Regions from separate parts of the Mus musculus genome. Here region 2 is linked to region 1. The links are chromatin contacts, called in public HiChIP or PLAC-seq maps. All regions are on one chromosome and are shown on one strand. Each heading gives the region's core, a stretch centred on a gene start, on an enhancer-like site or on the middle of the called end of the contact. The rest is flanking DNA. Distances are from core to core; before and after follow the strand shown. Region 1 overlaps Fmn1 (formin 1). Region 2 has its middle 12 kb from the start of Gm46756.

What was found. HiChIP or PLAC-seq counts read pairs in DNA pulled down with a chosen protein or histone mark.
Region 2: a contact with region 1 is called in a CTCF HiChIP or PLAC-seq map of the NIH/3T3 cell line, with 7 read pairs. The contact joins two enhancer-like sites. A contact is called at or near these places in 1 of 39 promoter capture datasets (cranial neural crest), 1 of 15 datasets of contacts at CTCF or cohesin (the NIH/3T3 cell line) and 2 of 115 datasets of contacts at active chromatin or transcription factors (the NIH/3T3 cell line and embryonic fibroblasts).

What each region holds. Positions count from the first base shown.
Region 1 is chr2:113,454,668-113,459,261 of GRCm38.p6, reverse strand. The region is part of intron 4 of Fmn1 (formin 1); the gene reads right to left. Among named protein-coding and RNA genes, the nearest start is that of Gm13963, 65 kb to the right of the region's middle. Within about 2 kb of position 2,446, at least 34 of the 459 cell types and tissues checked have an H3K27ac peak or open chromatin away from gene starts, as enhancers often do. A contact at or near this core is called in the NIH/3T3 cell line, where this site is marked.
Region 2 is chr2:113,770,667-113,775,776 of GRCm38.p6, reverse strand. No RefSeq gene overlaps it. Among named protein-coding and RNA genes, the nearest start is that of Gm46756, 12 kb to the right of the region's middle. Within about 2 kb of position 2,211, at least 14 of the 459 cell types and tissues checked have an H3K27ac peak or open chromatin away from gene starts, as enhancers often do. A contact at or near this core is called in the NIH/3T3 cell line, where this site is marked.

The DNA.
Region 1 (4,594 bases), core at 1,197-3,696:
TTTGACAGTTGACAAAGTCTAGGGGTCCCTTCCCAGAATAATAGTGTTACATTTATTTAAAAATAAAATAGGTTTTTAAATGCTTTTAAGTGCAATGTGACCCATGTGGTCCAGTATTAACACATTAAATAGGGAGATCTAGTGGGAGGTCTGATGTCTTTTAAGCCGTTCTGAGACTTTGTAGAAATAAGCCTTCCACATCCACCAGCTTTGAACTAACTCAGAGAATGCCAGCTGTAACTGTGTGTATTATCACTCCTAGATGACACCCAATGATAGTAATCCACAGTTTTAGCTAAGGTTATAAGAAATTGTGGCACAACGGTCTTTAAAGTATAATAACACAGAACACTGTTCTTCAAATGCTTATCTCCATGAACCCAAGACGTTTGTAAAAAATAAGTTTGAAAAAAAAAGCCACAAATCCAAATAGAAAAGCCACATACATAAACTGGCATCTAAGACTATTTTTAATTTTAATAGAAATCTCATTTAGTAGCCTTAGATGGCATGAAATTTACAAAATAGAGCAGGCTGGCCTTAAACAGCCTCAGCCTTCCAAGTGCTATAAAACTCTTACAATCTTAAAATTGGTGTATAAGGAAAATTCTTAAGGGGCTGCAGATTTTGATAACAAATATTTTACAATATCTACGTTTCTGTTTGATGTTATTCGCATGCGACTGGACAGACCTTTGAATTTTGCCCCAAACCGTTGGAAGTCCTCGGGTTCTTTATAAAGGAGGATTCTCTGGATTATTTCTGGACACTTCTCCAGCAGCCTAGAGGCTTCGCGTCTTCTGTTCCCTTTGCCTGTATCCCCATGGCGAACCTCTCATGTCCCTCTGTTCAGGTGCTTGCTCTAGCTACCCCATGTGTCTCCCTAAAAGAACCACTGGTGTGTATGGGAGGGGGTTGTAAATCTCGCTGCATTTCCCCCTGTTCTTCTGTCGTATGGGTCTATATCAGAAAGTCACACCTAACTTTTACTAAAGTGGCTTAAAGCCCTTCATTGACTTTAGCTTAACTTTATTAAAAATGGACAAATGAGGTAATACTCCAGTTCTTCTCTTGCAAGCCTCCCAGAGGCAACGCTCGCCCTGTAGATACAGACACTAAATGGTTCTCTGGGTCCATCACAGTAGGACATGGTCTTTTATGGTGGAAATCCCTATATCCCACTCTCAGTAGGGCCTCCAGAGCTGATCTTAGCTTGAGGAAGAAGGAAGGAGGAGTGGAGAAACTGGTCCGGAATCTTGACTGAGGCCACAAGTAGGAACTCTTGGATGGACTGGGGACTAAGGTTGGAGAAGGTACTCTAGAGAGCTGGCTGTGTCCTCTGTCACCTTAGGCTCTGGTTAAAACCACTGTGAACCAGGCAGGAAGGCACAGTGAAAGGAGTTTAGCCATGCCCTGGGGTAAGATAAACAAGACTGACATTTCTGTAAAATGATCTGCTTGCTCTGCCATACAGCACTGGCTCATTAGCTGTCAGCTTATTCATGTATATTCCCATTCCTAGATAAGACCCAATAACAGCAACCCCTACTTTCAACAAGGTCTCAGGCGATTTGGGAGAAGCACTTTTCAGACAGTAGCCCAACAGTATTCTCCAAACTGTGCATGTACCCCGGTTTTGTTTTATTTTGTTTTGTTTCTAAAAAAAAAAAAAATAACATACTCTTTACACATAAGTAAAGTGACACCTAAAACATTTGTAACTTGATACTGTGGTAAACTTAAGTTATGAAGAATTTATGAATACTGATATCTTAAAGCAACTCTGGCACATTTAAATGGAGTCAAAGGTATCTAACAAACATCTTGATTTATGGCACCCAGCACCATCTGTTTTTTAAAAGTATGAACAAATTCTGCTTTAATGCTCAGAACTTTTTTATGGTTTCTTTTATCTCTTAAAACATCTCAGAGCCAGGCAGTGGTGTTGTATGCCAGAGTCCCACTACTTGGGAAGCCGAAGGCAGGTGGATCTCTCTGTGAGTTTGAGGCCAGCCTGGTCTACAGAGTGAGTTCCAGGACAGTCAGGGCTATACACAAAGAAACCCTGTCTTGAAAAGCCAAAAAAAAAAAAAAAAAAAAATCAGTTTCCCACAAAACTTATCCAATAATACAGTTTTCCAACTGAATGCCTTGTATTGATCACCATTTCATAATTTCTATGGGATAGAAATATAAAAATATGTTATAAAAGAACATTCTAACTATCAGAAGAATGTTAGCTATGAGTTTACTTCTGGGTAAGTTATTCATCTTATTGGAATGGGTAGGATGAGTTGTTAGTTAAGTATTTCAATAAACTGTGAACAAGTTTCCAGAAAGAAATTTTACTGTCAATTTGAACCTTCTGCAAAGCTGACTAACTCAAGAGGACTTCAATGACTGAGTGCAGGGTGGACTGCCGGATGTTCAGAAACTCATTACAATTTATCTTGGGTTACCTTTAGCCCCCTAAACAGCCCATATCCCTGCCCACCGCTGTGTGCAATGGATCATCCTATGACTAATAGATAAAAACCTTTTGGAATGTATTAAGAAAACTCTACTTTCTATCAACCAAAAAGCTAAGAATATAGTGAGATAGCATCTGAGGCCTACAGAGGAGTTTTTAACCCATCCACTTAATGTCTCCATCAACGTGTTTAAAACGTGCCTTGATTTACAACTTCTTCTTCTTTATTTTTTTTCTATTACTATAAAAATTTCATCAAACTGTTAGCATGTTGGAACATGGAACATGGAATTTGAAGAAACTAAACTGGTGTCCCAGGACACTGTCACTCATGGCTCCAGAATAATAAATCCCATAAGATGTAAGAGTTGTGGGTTTGGGGGGAGTTTTTTGTTTTGTTTTGTTTTGTTTTGTTTTGTTTTGTTTTGTTTTTGGCATGGACAAGGGTATCTCAGCTATCACTACTAAAGGCAGCGGAGCATGTGTGATAGAAACTGCTGTAAGTTGTCTCCCCTGGACCCCAGAAAGGGCATGCTATGTCCCTTGGTTTAAGAACTCTCCATCTCTTGATTACTCAAATGTCTGTGCATCTTAATAAAAAGGGTCCCAAGACTATTCTTAACTGAAAACTGGACACCTGAAAAGAGGGCTGAAGGACAAAGTGCTCAACAAGTGGCGAAAAGCTTAACTAAAACTCCAATAACCAAACAGCTGTCATAGGCAGTGTCTGATGGGGATTCAGAAGACGTCATGAGATGGCAGGAGAGTCAAGGAAGCAGAGCCAAAACTGAGAGAAACGTGAGTAGAGTCTGAAAGATGAAGCTAAGATAAAAACATTCGCTGAGTCTGAAAGTACAGAATAATTTAGTTGGCATTGGTTGGTCACAGAGACCTTAGTACAATGGCAGAATGTTATCTAATTGGATTGTGGCAATATGATAATTATTTTTTAATTAAAAAGAAAATAAGTTATTAAGAAAATAGTTCCTAGAGTTGGTTTGTTTTTGGAAAGCCTGTATTATACAAGCTCATTACTAATGTAATAGCCTGGCACTGAAGATATATTTCATCAAATAATCAAATAATTCATAAACAAAGTAAAGAGTACACATACACACACACACATCACTTTAAAGATCCATGTTCTTCCCCGAATGACCAAGATAGTAAATGTTTTAAGTTCAAATAATCTTATTTTATTCTTCTGGTATACCAGGCAATAGGCTTAATAAGAAGAAAAAAAAGAAAAAGATGAGCCATCACCTAAAAGTGAAACCAGGGGGCCTACTGATTTAAGCTATCTCATTTCCATTATCACACCTCATCACAAGTAATGAAGATTCATGATTCATTTATTTATCTGTTCAGAAGACAATGAAAGTCACTGACTGCCCCATTATCTTCCCTCTAGACCACACAGGGCACTCCAAGCAAGATCCCGACTCATTCCACCCCTCCGTATGTCCCTCCAACACTAACACTCTTCCTTAGTACCCTTAGGGGGCTCTCACAAAACCCGTATTGGTTGTTATTTCTCTGCATAAAATCGCTCAAGCTTCCACAAATGTCTATAAGTAAGTCCTCAACATGGCACACCACACATTCCTTTTCCTCCAAAGACCAGGCCCCCCTGCCACGGACTGGGCCTAATCGGCCCCCCTCAACCCGTGGAAAGCGCCCAGGTTTTCGGGGCCTGTCGCACTTGTCACTACTGGAGTGGATGTAGCAACCCCCAAACTACACGTGGCACACCATACTGTTTACCCCTCAGGGTGGCCTACAACTTGGGGTCCTCCTGCTTCAGCCTCTAGAGTACCTGAGAATATAAGCCTATGCTGCCAGGCCCAGCTTGCTTATGTATTCATTTATAACAACCACAAGGAACTGCTGTCTCTCTGTTTGCTCTTTCTCAGCTTCATCCCTCTTACCCAGACTACCATTTTCCAAGCTGACTTGTGAGGTTTCTTCTCAATTCTCCATGTAGGACACATTCAACCACATGCCATACATATCTTCTACCTTCTATTCATTCTTTGTATACATTTCACATTTTTCCCATTCTCCATTCTCCAACCTATCCACTTGGACTCTGGTGAAAAATAAAACTAAAAACTAAAAATAAAA
Region 2 (5,110 bases), core at 962-3,461, 320 kb before region 1:
TGATTAGTCGTATTGATAGATATTGAAGCTGGGTTCCATGGAGACGAGGACTTCCTGTGCTTCTACCTCTCTGCTTGAATGTGCTTGAAATGTTTCTATACTAGCAACCGAGGTGAGGCTCAGCAGTAAGATCAACTTATGGTAAGCACTGGTCTGGAAATGTAGCAAATAAGGTAGAAATCTTTATGCATAGAGATATGAAGAATTAATGTAGAATATTTCCCTTGGCCATTGTAGAAGAATGTGCCACTGGGCTTTATGGGGAGAAAATTTGTTTGGGGATGGGATGAGTTGGGTAGAGGGGAGAGACAAAAGTGTCTGGGAGGAAAAGAGATTTTTATAGAAGAGTAAGGAAACTTAGAGAGGACTCCAGTAGACTAATAGACTTGAAAGGGAAGTCCTCTTCCAGGTGGGGCCTAGACCACATCTACAGCAGAGGCATTCATTGGTTTTCCTTGGCTGAGCAGGGTCATTACCACCCATCAGTCTTTCCATAGTGCTACAGCCAAGGATCTTTGAAGTCAGGAAGGTGATTGTAGTCAGCCCAAGGACATTTGGGGGAACAAAAGAAGAACATGCTTGGCACAGTAGGCAGAAGTGAAGCATATGGTGCAGGAACTGTCAGCATTGCCCTGGCTGAACTCTGACTCCAGTGGTACCAGCCCACTGGAGGTCCCTGGATGTAATTAATCAGCATCATCAAGCCCTAGCCCCAGAGGATGGTACAATGGGGCAACTCTAGAAGAGAATTTCCTCTGTGATTGCTACTGGAATGTGGGGAAATAGAGAATTGTTCAATGTTATCTGTTATATGTATTGTCACTGAGGCTACTCTTAACTCCTGCCCCATGATTCATTAGGCTGAGTCTTCAAGAAATAAGTATTCAAAATATAATTGCCACTACAATACTGAATGTTCCAGAATACCTAGTATTCCTAAAAGGATCAATTCTGAGCTTGAAGCATTTCTACCAGGGAACCAAGGTTTTATTAGCTTTGGGAAGCTATCTGGAGGTGATATGATCTTGGAAAACTGGAGTAATGTTCCATCCCACCATGACTGCCACACAAGTTGCAGCATGACCAGACACCCCACATCTCCTGACCACCCTGGAACAAGAGCTGTACTCCTTCAGTAAGCCTACATGTGCTACTGAGCTCAGCTAGCGCTGGCTTAGGATCTGAGGAACGGGTATCTCCAGGCATCTGCTACACAACACAAAACAAGTCACTAAGGTGCCAGGAGCACACAGGGACCACGAAGCCAGAAAAGGTGGGGTGGGGGGAACTGGGAGAGAGAGTGCAGGAGGTGGGTAATCAGAAAATTCTAATAAGATAGTGAGTTCTGGAAACAGTCCTCCCAGGAGAAAGGTAAGTGTTGACTGACAGGAGGTAAGTATGGAGTGACATGGTTAATCATTAACCCCATGGCTTGGATGGTGGGGAGGCTGGTGAGATTGTGCAGCCGAGTAAGAGGAAGGAGAGTAGTGGACGTGAGTTTATTGATAAGGTTTATTGTTTCTGGGGTCTCTTCATACAGCAGCATAGAGAATACTGTCCACATGTAGTGTACATCTGGGGGGACTCTAGTAAAAGATGTGAGGAATGCAGCAGCGACTACTTAGACAGGAGTCTGAATGACTTACTTTCATTCTCAGGGAGGAAAATTTGAGGTGTCTACCACTAAGCCAATTATATGTTTGAAAAATTATTAAAGATATAAAAAAGAACCAGAATGCATTTCAAACATTTAGTGCACGGAACATTCCTATGGGTTGCTGCTACTTCATGAGGAACTGCTGCTCCATCCACTGGGTCAGCTTTCCTCCCACTGACTCCTGACAGCAGCACTGGAGAGCGGCTGGCTAGCACAGATTCTATTCTGAGATCTCAGAAGGTCAACTTGGTTGTGTTACTTTTGTAATAGTGATGTGATTATAAGACTCCAGACATTGAGCCTTTCCCTACTTCTTTTTTTTTAAAAGACTTATTTTTTTATTATATGTAAGTACACATATAATATTATATAATTATATGGGATTACATCTGTAATCCCATGAGGTCAATCTGGGCTACAGAATGAGACCCAATCACAAAAAACAAAAGAGACAGAGAAGCAGGTTGACTAGGAGGAGAGTGGTAACCTACTCACAGGATATACATCAGAAAAGAGAGCAGAATGCTTATGATGGTTTAGACAAATGCCTTTGTTAAAAGCTCAGTTCCTGTGTGTAGTGTTACTGGGAAGTGACTCAGTCTTTAATAGGCAAAGGCCTCTTTAAAAGTACTCATGGGAAAGTTTCAAATCATTGAGGATATGCCCTCAAGGAAACTCTCCATCCCCTCTCTTCTGCTTCTTGGTCATGCTCTGCCACACACTCCCATCATGACATGCTGCTCACAGCAAAGGAATGGGTATAACCAGTCAATGGGTAAAGTGTCTAAACAGTGAATCTTTTCTCTTTATAACTTATTTCTTCAAGTATTCCTTACAATGATAAAAAGCCAGGTGCAAAATTATGAGAGGAACAAGGGTATGTGTCCTAAACCAATAGGGTGGAGAGTCTGGTGAGGGGGGAAACCTGGTCTATGAGAAGAAGGGGAGGGTTTTCTTGAGATCAGGGGTTTAAAAAATCATTGTCTCACTTGTAGATCAGTGTTCAAGCCATTTTTGTCTTTTCTCTGTCAGCATCCTTTTCTGCATAATAATATGTTAAAAATCACTACATTTTCACTAGTGCCTTAAACTCTGAGCACCCAGTACTCTCTGCTGTGCAGCACTCGCTCACTTACTGTCTTTGCCTCAGTCAACAGTTAGAGCTCCCTGAGGCCATCGACTCCATCTTGTCCTTCCTTTTAAGCCTGAGATCTTCCAGAAAGCCTTCTGAAAGCATACCTGGGTGCCAAATGAATGAATGTTAAGGAACATTTTGAAAAAAAACATATAAAACTTTCCTCATCTTAGCATATGTATAAAGAAGGATGGGCTCCATAGCTCAGTGGATAAAATGCTTGCACAGCAGCATAAAACCATAGGTTTAATTCCCAAGGCCATGGTTAAAAGGCCAAGAACAGTGACGTGCTTGCAATTCCAGGACCATAAAGGTGAATATATACAGTTCCCTGGGGCTTGTGGGCCAGCCAGCTGAGAAGAATTGGTCAGTAGGTGACCCTTGTCTCAAAACCAGAACCAAACCAAACAAACACATGAAAACTGAGGTCTGGATTAGAGAGATACCTCACTCACTCAGTGAGCAAGTGCTGCACAAACCCGGAGACCTGAGTTCAGGTTCTCAGCTCCGATGGAAAAGCAGATGTTGGGAGACTCTGTAACCCCAGGCTAGACCAGTGCCACTTTAATCCCTGACCCTTATTTTCTAGCCACTTTAGCCAGTCAGTAAGCTCTGGGACCATTGAGAGCCCCTGCCTCAGAAAATGAGGGGTAGAGAAAGACAACAACCTTCAGCCTCACACATAGCAGCACACATGTACACACACATATGAACACATATACATGTATACACCACACATGCACACATGTATTCACATGTGCATCTTTATACACAGGAACACACACACACCACACACACCACAAAAAGATATAGGGGTGCTATGACCTTTAAGATATTCAGCATGATTCTCAGGCTTTTCTGGGAGTGGCCCAACAGATGCAAAGGTTTTTTTTTTTTTTTCAAAGTCACTGTCCTATGATAACATATCTAAGCTAGAAGTGCAGAAGTCCATCTACACTCCTCCATTTGCCGCATTTGAAGGATAGCTGAGCATCAGTGTATGGTGAGTAGGGTAACGATCCTGCTCTTCATGATAGCCGTTCTGAGGCAAGCATTGGATTCCACTGTGGATCTTCATCTTTTGTTGGTTCTTTCCTTGCCACAACATTTTACGTATTCATTAAGTAGTCGTTATCAAGGATATATTCTGGGTGCCCTTATACACTGAGCCCTGTTCTGGGACAGGGAGGTTGTCCTAGTTTGATTTCTGTTGCACTATGACCAACAACAAACGGGGGAGAAAGGGGATTATTTGGCTTATGCTTCCAGGTCAGGGATGATCAGTGAGGAAAGCTGAGTGGGAACTAGAGGGAAAACCATGGAGGGATGCTACTTTCCTGAGCATCTCAGCTAGGCTTCTTGTATAATCCAGGCCCACTTACCCAGGGTGCTGCCTACCCTGGTCTGGGCCAATCACCAATCAAAACTACCTCCCACAGACATGGTCACTGTCTAATCTGATCTGAGCATTTCCTCGTTCAAGGTTTCTTCTTCCCAGGTGGCTCTAAGTTGTACCAAATTGACACTAAAAACCAACCAGTGCAGAATCTTCTACAAAAATGCATAAAATAGGGGTCCTTACCTCATAGAGCTGATCCCATAGCATGGTGAGCAAAAAGATGCCCAATGGTTTACTATATTGAATCTTACATCACTGTAAGTGAACAAAGCAGTTAGACACACAAAAATTGTAATTAGAACTACACTGATGATGAGTATTATAATTTATAACTTGTATAACTTAGAAGTAGAGAACTTTCAGCTCATGGAATCTTCTTGCATCTGAAAAATGAATGAGCATGACCACACATACCTCATGAAATTGATGTGAAGGTAAAGTCCATGCAAGAAACACATTCTCACTCTGGGATATCCCTGGATGAAAGGACTTTACTATGAGGCATTAGGTGCTTGCAAAATTATTTGAAGATGTTGTGAAGCATGAGACAGGGATCCATGGCCGGGCTAAGTCACTTCAAGGTCACTGGCATCACTGTCTACAGGTCAGGAAGTGGAGGCTGGTGTTACTGCCCTGACCATAACATTAAGGCTGATGCAGGACACCACAAAACCATTGTCTGGACAGCAGAATGCTAGCTTGTCTGCAGCTAAGGTTTCTGATAACAGCCATAGGGACTGCAGAAAAGTGATTTCTCCCTTCCACCTTCAGAGAGTATTGTAGAAATACATATTATTTGCTGCTCTGGTTTGCCTCCAGATTCCTGATTGGCAACTATCATTTATATTTTCCATGTAGAGGTAGCCAAACTATTGGTAACTTGACTACTCTGTCAAGAGCCAATGCATTGCCCAGTTGT